2 separate regions of the Mus musculus genome follow, and region 1 is linked to region 2. Evidence: chromatin contacts called from public promoter capture Hi-C data. All regions are on one chromosome and are shown on one strand. Each heading gives the region's core, a stretch centred on a gene start, on an enhancer-like site or on the middle of the called end of the contact. The rest is flanking DNA. Distances are from core to core; before and after follow the strand shown. Region 1 holds the start of Tmem190 (transmembrane protein 190). Region 2 holds the start of Ptprh (protein tyrosine phosphatase, receptor type, H).

Region 1 (3,748 bases), core at 782-3,281, 180 kb after region 2:
TTGGGAGTCCTGCCTGGGTCTTCCCTGGGTGAGGGTTGGGATACCAGTTCTATGGAAATGAGACAGAGAGACAGATGAGGTAGGAGGCTTTTGGGAATCCCCCCAAAATGACGGAAGACAGCAGAAATAAACAAATACAAACAGGATCTCACAGCCCAATGACGAGAAGACAGAAGCAAAAGAGTGCTAGGGAGGCCAACTTGAGTACTCAAACACAGAGGCAGAGGGTAGAAGGTCTCTGAAGCATATCACGAGGTGTCCCTAGGATGTGGGGATCTAGCCAGGGGGGGCCTTCCTTGATGGTGTGCTGGCCCCTGGGGTGAGCTGGTGCTGGCTGGGCATGATGTCAGCACATCCCAGGCTGTGTGTGTCCGTCTGTCTGTCCCTGGGGGGTCCTGTCTGGCCTCTGGGGGGTGACGAGGCAGGTCAGCCACAGAGGCAGCCCAAACCTGTCATTAGCGGTGAGGGCCTTGACGGCGCACCCCCCCCCCCCAATCCCAATCCGCAGCGGTCCAGGGCCAGGCAGCTCCACCTCCACCCCCTCCTTGATCCCTGAGGAATCCAGGGAATTGGGAAGTGGGTCCAGATGGTGTTGACACAGGAAATGGTCAGCAGCTGCCCAGTCTCAGCCCAGCAACCCCTCTGACCCCCACCCCCAGGCCCCCTGCCGAGCCCCCTCGGACCTGTGTCATCTCTGACGGAGACAGCCCAGGGCCCACTCAGCACCCTCTAGGATGTTTACAGTAGGACCTAGGGATGAAAGAGAGTCACCCTCCTAAGCTTCTTGGGAAACAGGGGTCTGAGTTCAGACCCCTCCCTCCCACGGAAGGGACAATCCAGGCCCCAGACCCTCCCTCCACCCCCCAGATCTGAAATAGGCCCGGGCTTCCTCAGAATCAAGGGTCTAGACCCCAACACGCCTCCCTCAGACCACGAGAGCCTTCCTTCTTCAGATCCCAGAGTCTTGGGTCTTCTTCCCCTAAAAGCCTCAGTTCAGGACCCAGCTCTTCCTGCTCAGACTCACGTTCCCAAAACCTGCCTCCCTCAGCCTCTAGGCTCACAGTTTTCAGTCTCAAGGATTCCCTTCTCCAGACATCTTCACCCCCTCTGACCCAAGCCATGGGTGCCCCAGCCATCCCATGAGCCCAGGGCCAATCCAGGACCTCCATCAGGAACCAAGGAACACTTCTCACTATGCCAGGGGAATACTGCGCTCAGGTGAATGAGGAACCAGAGTGACATAGCTCCAATCTGGCTGGCTGGAAGCTAGGAGGGCAATCTTGGGTAAAACAAACACAAGACAACTCGAGTTGCTCTAGCTTGTGTTCCCTCATTAACAAAAGGGAAGCTGAGTCTCTTTGGGGACCTGAAACTTTTGGCAGGAGTCACCATCACAGCCTCTAACAGGGACCACACCTCAGTCTCAGCAGGGCCACGCAGTCAGTCCCACCCCTGGTCTGTGTTCCCTAAAGCAGATGCCTGCTGAAGCCTGTGATGTGAAACCCAAGGCCAACGCACCAGCCCTCACTGTCCCTTCCTCCTCTCATCTGGTTGCTGAGGAAACCCTTCTCTAACAATGGGGCTCAGTGAGACCCCACTATTCTAGGGTCCTTTTTTCCCCCTTTTTTCCTGGTTGCTAAAAGGAAAAATACCCTAGCAATGAGGATTTCTGAACTTGGGTCTCTTGAGGCTGCCTCTTTGGACATTGGGTTAGGAAAGAAATGGAGTCTGCAACTCAAAGATTTCCCCAGTCCCATATCCTTATCCTGTCAGGTCCCGGATGAACATGGAGAGACCTCTCCAGCCCTGTGCGTTGTCCTGCTTTCTCTTGTCCTCTTCCCTTGCTGAGAAGGCACTAAATTTGAAATCTCCCAATGCCCACCCACCTCTTCTCCTAAGTAAGGAGCTACTTCCTAGATAGAATTGATGGGACCAGGTCACCCCTTCTTGTGAACCCCTTGCTGAGGGGATCCCTTAGCAACAGAACTAAGAATTTTGGGGCTGAAGCTTTTGGGGCGGAGCCCAGCTGTTGCTAGGTTTCTTTGCAGAGGCCCCAGAGGTCTGGGGAGGTAACATGGTGGGGTCTGGGATCTCAGCTTTGGGCCTTCTCCTGCTGATGCAGGGCTCAGTAGGTGAGGGTACTGAGGAGGACATCAGGGGGCCATGGACAGGGCCACTGGGGGCTGTGGACAGGACCACCACGTTGGCTGCCACACAATCTCCCAACATCACCCTTTCTTTCCCACAGATGCGAATGGAATCCAGGGATTTTTCTACCCATGGAGTAAGTAAGAGCCAAAATCCTGGGGCCCTGGGGGTGGGGGGATCCCAAATTAAGATTGTAGGATGTGTGAGAGAGGCTGGGGGATTGACCCCCGGGTCCAAAGGAAAAGAGCTGGAGGGTAGACCCTTGGGTCTGAGGAAGGAGGGCTAGGAACTCAACCTCTGGGACTCAAGGAGGGCTGAAGCCTGGACTCGGTCTGAGGGAGAAGAGCTGGACCTTGGTCCTTGGGTCTGGGGTCTGGAGAGATGCCTGCAACTTTGACTCCTGAGCTTGAGGGAGAAGGTTTGTGTAATCGACTCTCTGAAGGAAGAGGGCTGGGGTTGGAATGTCTAGGTTTGTGGGAGGAGGGCTGGAAGCTGAACCCCCTAAGTCTGAGGGAGGAGGGCTGGGTCTGGACTCTTGGGTCCTCTAAATACTGCCAAATGCACAGTACCGCAGCCCCACAGCCTGGCCTTGGCACTCTTGTGCCTGTAGCTTCCAGGGACAGTTCTTTTGTTACTTAGCACCTACTGTGGTGGCCCTTAGGTTGTGAGGGAGATGTGTGGGACCGAGAGAGCTGTGGGGGTCAGGCAGCAATTGAGAACCCCAACCTCTGCCTACGCCTGCGGTGCTGCTACCGGGACGGTGTGTGCTATCATCAGCGGCCAGATGGTGAGTGACCTGACTGCAGCCTGGATGTTTCAGAGGGTGAGGGTTCCTCCAGAGGGTGGATCCCTGGAGCTTCCTCCTCCCCTTTTCTAGAAAATATGCGGAGGAAGCATATGTGGGCACTGGGCTGGACCTGTGGCAGCCTACTCTTCCTGATCACCAGTATCTGTCTCTTCTGGTGAGTGTGGCTGGGGAGGCCAGGAGGCATGGTTCTCCACAGAAGGTGTGGGTGGTTCAGGCTGAACATATGCTCTCCCCACCAGGTGGGCCAGGCGCCAAGACATGCTGCACCTACCAAGGTTTCTACATCGGAAATGTAGTAAACTGTCAAAGACAGTCTCCTCACTGTCTAAGGACCGACGATCGGCCAACAAGTCAACTACCGTTCTCCAATCCCCAGGAGGCGAAGTAGAAACTGCAGCTGCAGTTTCCGGGGAGGACACAGGAGGTGAAGAATAGGGCAACCCTGGAGGATCCCTTAATACAGATATAGCATATAAATGTGTGTCTTTTTTGAGATCCGTGGGGAGCAGGTAGCGCTATGGGAGCCTTGCACAGTGTGCATGTGTACTTTGAGGGAGATTAAGGGGTGAGGACTGGATGTGGGCACTGGGTATGATTAGGGACTGTGAGCTTAGTGTAGAGGAGTTTGTTAGGAGTGAGTTCTGGGAATAAGTAGTGTGGATCTAAACCAAGGAAGGAACTGGAGGTGGTGGTTCTGGTGTGGGAGCTTGTATAGGGGGCTACAATGGAGTGAGCTGCCAATAGGGGGATTTGGAGTATTAGGGACACACATAGCCATGGGAACGTGTCCTA
Region 2 (3,641 bases), core at 544-3,043:
CTGTGAACCATAAGATTCAGGGGAACTAGGATCTCATCTTTTGTCAAGGACAAGGTTAAAGGTAGGGCTACTCACCAGCTGCCCTGACCACAGAACAACCATACAAACCCTAGAGAAAAAACCAGGTAGGCAAGAATTAGCTCAGGTAAGGTGAGACTCGGGAGGTGGAGCTAGCAGGACTGACTGAGACTCTCTTGATTGATCTCTGTCCTTTCCTTAAACTTTGACCAAGGAGAGGAGGATGGGGATGGGGTATGATAAAGATCACCCCAACGCTGGTGCTCTGTTCAGTTGGGAGGACGGTCATGCATGGCATAAGTGGAATTCCAGGGAATCAGAGCCAAAGTTGGTTCCCTGATAAGGGCAAGAGATAAGAGGAGCAGTTTCACTTTCTGAAAAATACAACCAGAGGCATTGGGGGAAGGAAGCAATGGGCCAAGAGGGAAGACAAGAGGCAAAGAAAATGGGCTGAAGGAGGTGGGCCAGAGCTGGACACCTTGGGTTTGTGGGAAGAGAGTTAGGGCTTGGGCCTCTGGGTCTGCGGGAGGAGGGCTGGGCTTTGCATATGAGCAGCCTGGTCCCATGTTTACTCTCATACCAGACACCAGTATACGAAAGCTTGTCTATATTCCTCGAAATGCAGAGTGTTCTTTTTTTCTCCAGGTAATGGCCTTCCCTGGCTTCTTCAAGTCTCTGGCTGAGAGACCTTCCTCCCATATCTCTGGGAATGTAGATTCTAGCCTTTTCTCTCCTTCCCTCCTTCCCTTGGACCCCAGCTCAGCCCTGAGCAGAGAACTTACCAATAGCACCAAGCTCCTCCAAACCCCACAGTTCCCACCAGCTCTGGCCATATGTCCCGATACTGCGCAGGGGATGCAGGAGTCCCGGCTCTGCAACCTCTACTGGATGGACTTTCGACTTAAGATTTTCCTTTTGCCAGCCCATTGGTGAGGCCAGAGGCTGAGGCTGCAATGGGCGGAGGAGGAAGTAAGAGCTGTAAGCCTGAGAACCCAGTTGGGCCCTGCCCTGTCTCTTAGCCTCCTTCCTTTCCTTCTCGGCCCCCCACACAGACATTCTGGACATCTTCTTCTGTCCAGTCTGGAATCCTCAGTCTCAGCACACTCCATTTTGTACCACAGAAGCTTCATCTCCACTTAGGTACCTTCAGATCCCCTAGGTAGGCAGAGGTCAGCTCCCATTGTGTGTGAATGTGCCATGCAGATTTCCAAATGTAAATAGAGCCAAATGTCCATCTGGCTGTCCAGTCTTAGGGAATGCGGACACATCATAGCCAACCCATAGCCAGGTGTGGTGACTCACACCTGTAATACTTAAGGGGAAGCTGAGGCAGGATTACTATAAATTACAAGCTAGAATCAGCTCCTGTCTTAAACACACATATAAGCACATATACACTTTGACACAAGTGTACGTGCACACTTATTTTGCATGCATAAATGCATACACATGTACACACACACACACACACGCACACACACACACACACACGCACAGGCATACGCACACACACACAGGTACCCTGAAAACGGTATCTCCTCATATCCTACTGGAGCACTTGAGTTGACGGGGGCTCTGTATTCTGTTTCCTTTTCCTGTCTCCCGTAGACCTTTGCAGCTCCATCAGGTGACGCCTGCATGTTCCTCAACCCGTGGCCTTTGTATATTTTCTCTGTAGCACAGATGCAGTCTCCCACTGCCCTCTAGCAAGGCCTCTCTCCTGTTCTTTCCCTGAGATTCAGCTCAGGCAGGGTCCACACCAGGCAGCCCTGAGTTGTAGTCTATCCTGGTAGACTATTTACATTTGCATATCTCCCTTGTCACGGGGCGTTTCTGTGACCTTAAAAAGGGTGACTTCAATCCATGGTGACTCAGATTTCTCCTCTATGAAAAATGGTCACAGCTACCGGTAAACAAGCTTCGAAGAATGAGAGAAATGGTTGTCTGAAAAACCTTACCAGGGTGTGGTGTTTCATGCTTGTTATCACTGCATTTAAGGAGCTGAGGCAGAAGGTTGATAAATTCCATATCAAAGCAAGGTGTGTAATCACACCTGTAATCCCAATAGTGAGGAAGACTAAGAGTCAGAGTCCAGCCTGGGTGATGTATGGCCCTGACTTATACCCTAGGCTGGCTCAAACTCTCCATGCTCTTCACTGAACTTCCTCTCTTCCTGCCTCTGCCTCCAGGGATCTGGGATTCTAAGCAACTGTAACCAAGGGCTTTTCCACCCACACCCCAGTTCCTGAATAATGACTTGAAGGCTTATTATTTATTTATGAATGAATGCCTACGTTATTAGCTAGGCTTGTTCCTTAACTAGTTTGTAACTTAAATTAACCCTTTTATACTATTCTATGTCTGCCATATGGCTGGTTACCTCTCCTCATATACTTGAGTCTGGATGGGGAATCTTCCCATTTGACTGTTTCCCAGGGCCTTGTGCATTCTACCTAACAGAATTTTATTCCCTGATATAATTTTCATTTAGTTTTTGAGACAGGGTCTCACTTTGTACCTCTGTCTAGCCCTGAAACTCACTACGTAGACTAGGCTGGCCTTGAACTTACAAAGATCTACACTTGCCTCTACTTCAGTATTTTTTTTCCCCTAGAGTGTTAAGAATGAAGGCCAAACCACACCAGGCTGTTGTATTTCTTGAGACTTCATCTCAGATAGCTCAGGATGGCCTTGAAAGATCATGAATGCCTAATTGACTCCCTCCAGGTGCCACTGTGACAGGAGTAGACACTGTCTTTCCTAACCCTGTCCCAGAAGGCACACACCTACCACTAATACCTTTCCCTCTCCAGCACTGGAAGGCACAGCTTGAAAGTGTAAGAAGTAGGAAGTGAGAGTCACGGGTGCCCATCTTGGATGGTGTCATCCATTATGACATATTGGTTCACAATAAATGTTTGCCCTTTTTCGTCATTCTCACAATCTCCCTTTAATCAAGGAGAGTTACAAGGGGGAAGGGTGGGGAGGGAATTACCACTTATTGCCCCATGCTGAAAACATCTCAGGACATTGTTCCTGAGTCAGAGGAGGAAGGAATCAAGCTCAGGGGGTCATAATCAAGTGTTGCACTTTGGCCTCCAGGACAGATGTCACTTCCTAACCTGCACTTCCACCCTACCCCATCCCAACTCTCCTCTCTTCTACAGCTCCTGGGATATGAGGATACAGTTATCTGCATAGCTAACCCAACAAGGCATTCCTGATTGTTCCACCATTAAGAGGTGAGGCCAGCCTGGTGTACATAGCCAGTTCCAGTCCAGCCTGGGCTATATGGTGAGGACCTGTCTCAAAAAATAAAAAAGGAATATTAATTATTGCAGTACATCCAAGCCCTACAGCTGTAATCTCACCTCTTGAGAGCCTGAACCTTACCTCAAAGAATGCTTTTTCACTACCTAGGTACGTGATAAATGGCTATGATGATGGGCGCGCCTGTGAACCGATGTGAAGAGGACAGAGCTTCACACGAGTTATCTTCCTGCACTGCTCTCAGACATGTATACTTTTCTTGCTTTCTTTTACTCTTCAAGACAAGGTTTCTCTGTGTAGCCCTGCCTGTACTGGAACTCGCTCTGCAGACAAGGCTGGCATTGAACTCAGAG

What was found. Promoter capture Hi-C pulls out the DNA fragments that hold promoters and counts their contacts.
Region 1: a contact with region 2 is called in a promoter capture Hi-C map of macrophages, with 8 read pairs. The contact joins the promoter of Tmem190 here to the promoter of Ptprh in region 2. A contact is called at or near these places in 16 of 39 promoter capture datasets (the 3T3-L1 cell line, 3T3-L1-derived adipocytes, the C10 cell line and 12 more), 3 of 484 Hi-C or Micro-C datasets (CD4 T cells, CD8 T cells and bone marrow-derived macrophages), 15 of 115 datasets of contacts at active chromatin or transcription factors (the 230-238 cell line, the SCID.adh cell line, bone marrow-derived macrophages and 10 more) and 4 of 9 other capture datasets (adipose tissue, liver, macrophages and 1 more).

Annotation. Positions count from the first base shown.
Region 1 is chr7:4,780,909-4,784,656 of GRCm38.p6, forward strand. Tmem190 (transmembrane protein 190) reads left to right here and starts at 2,032. Exons shown (of 5, transcript NM_030028.1): 1 at 2,032-2,132; 2 at 2,249-2,284; 3 at 2,810-2,935; 4 at 3,026-3,110; 5 at 3,196-3,433. The coding sequence starts at 2,075. The coding sequence ends at 3,391. It also overlaps a transcript of Il11 not described here.
Region 2 is chr7:4,602,248-4,605,888 of GRCm38.p6, forward strand. Ptprh (protein tyrosine phosphatase, receptor type, H) reads right to left here and starts at 1,794. Exons shown (of 20, transcript NM_207270.2): 1 at 1,540-1,794; 2 at 801-966; 3 at 76-109. The coding sequence starts at 851.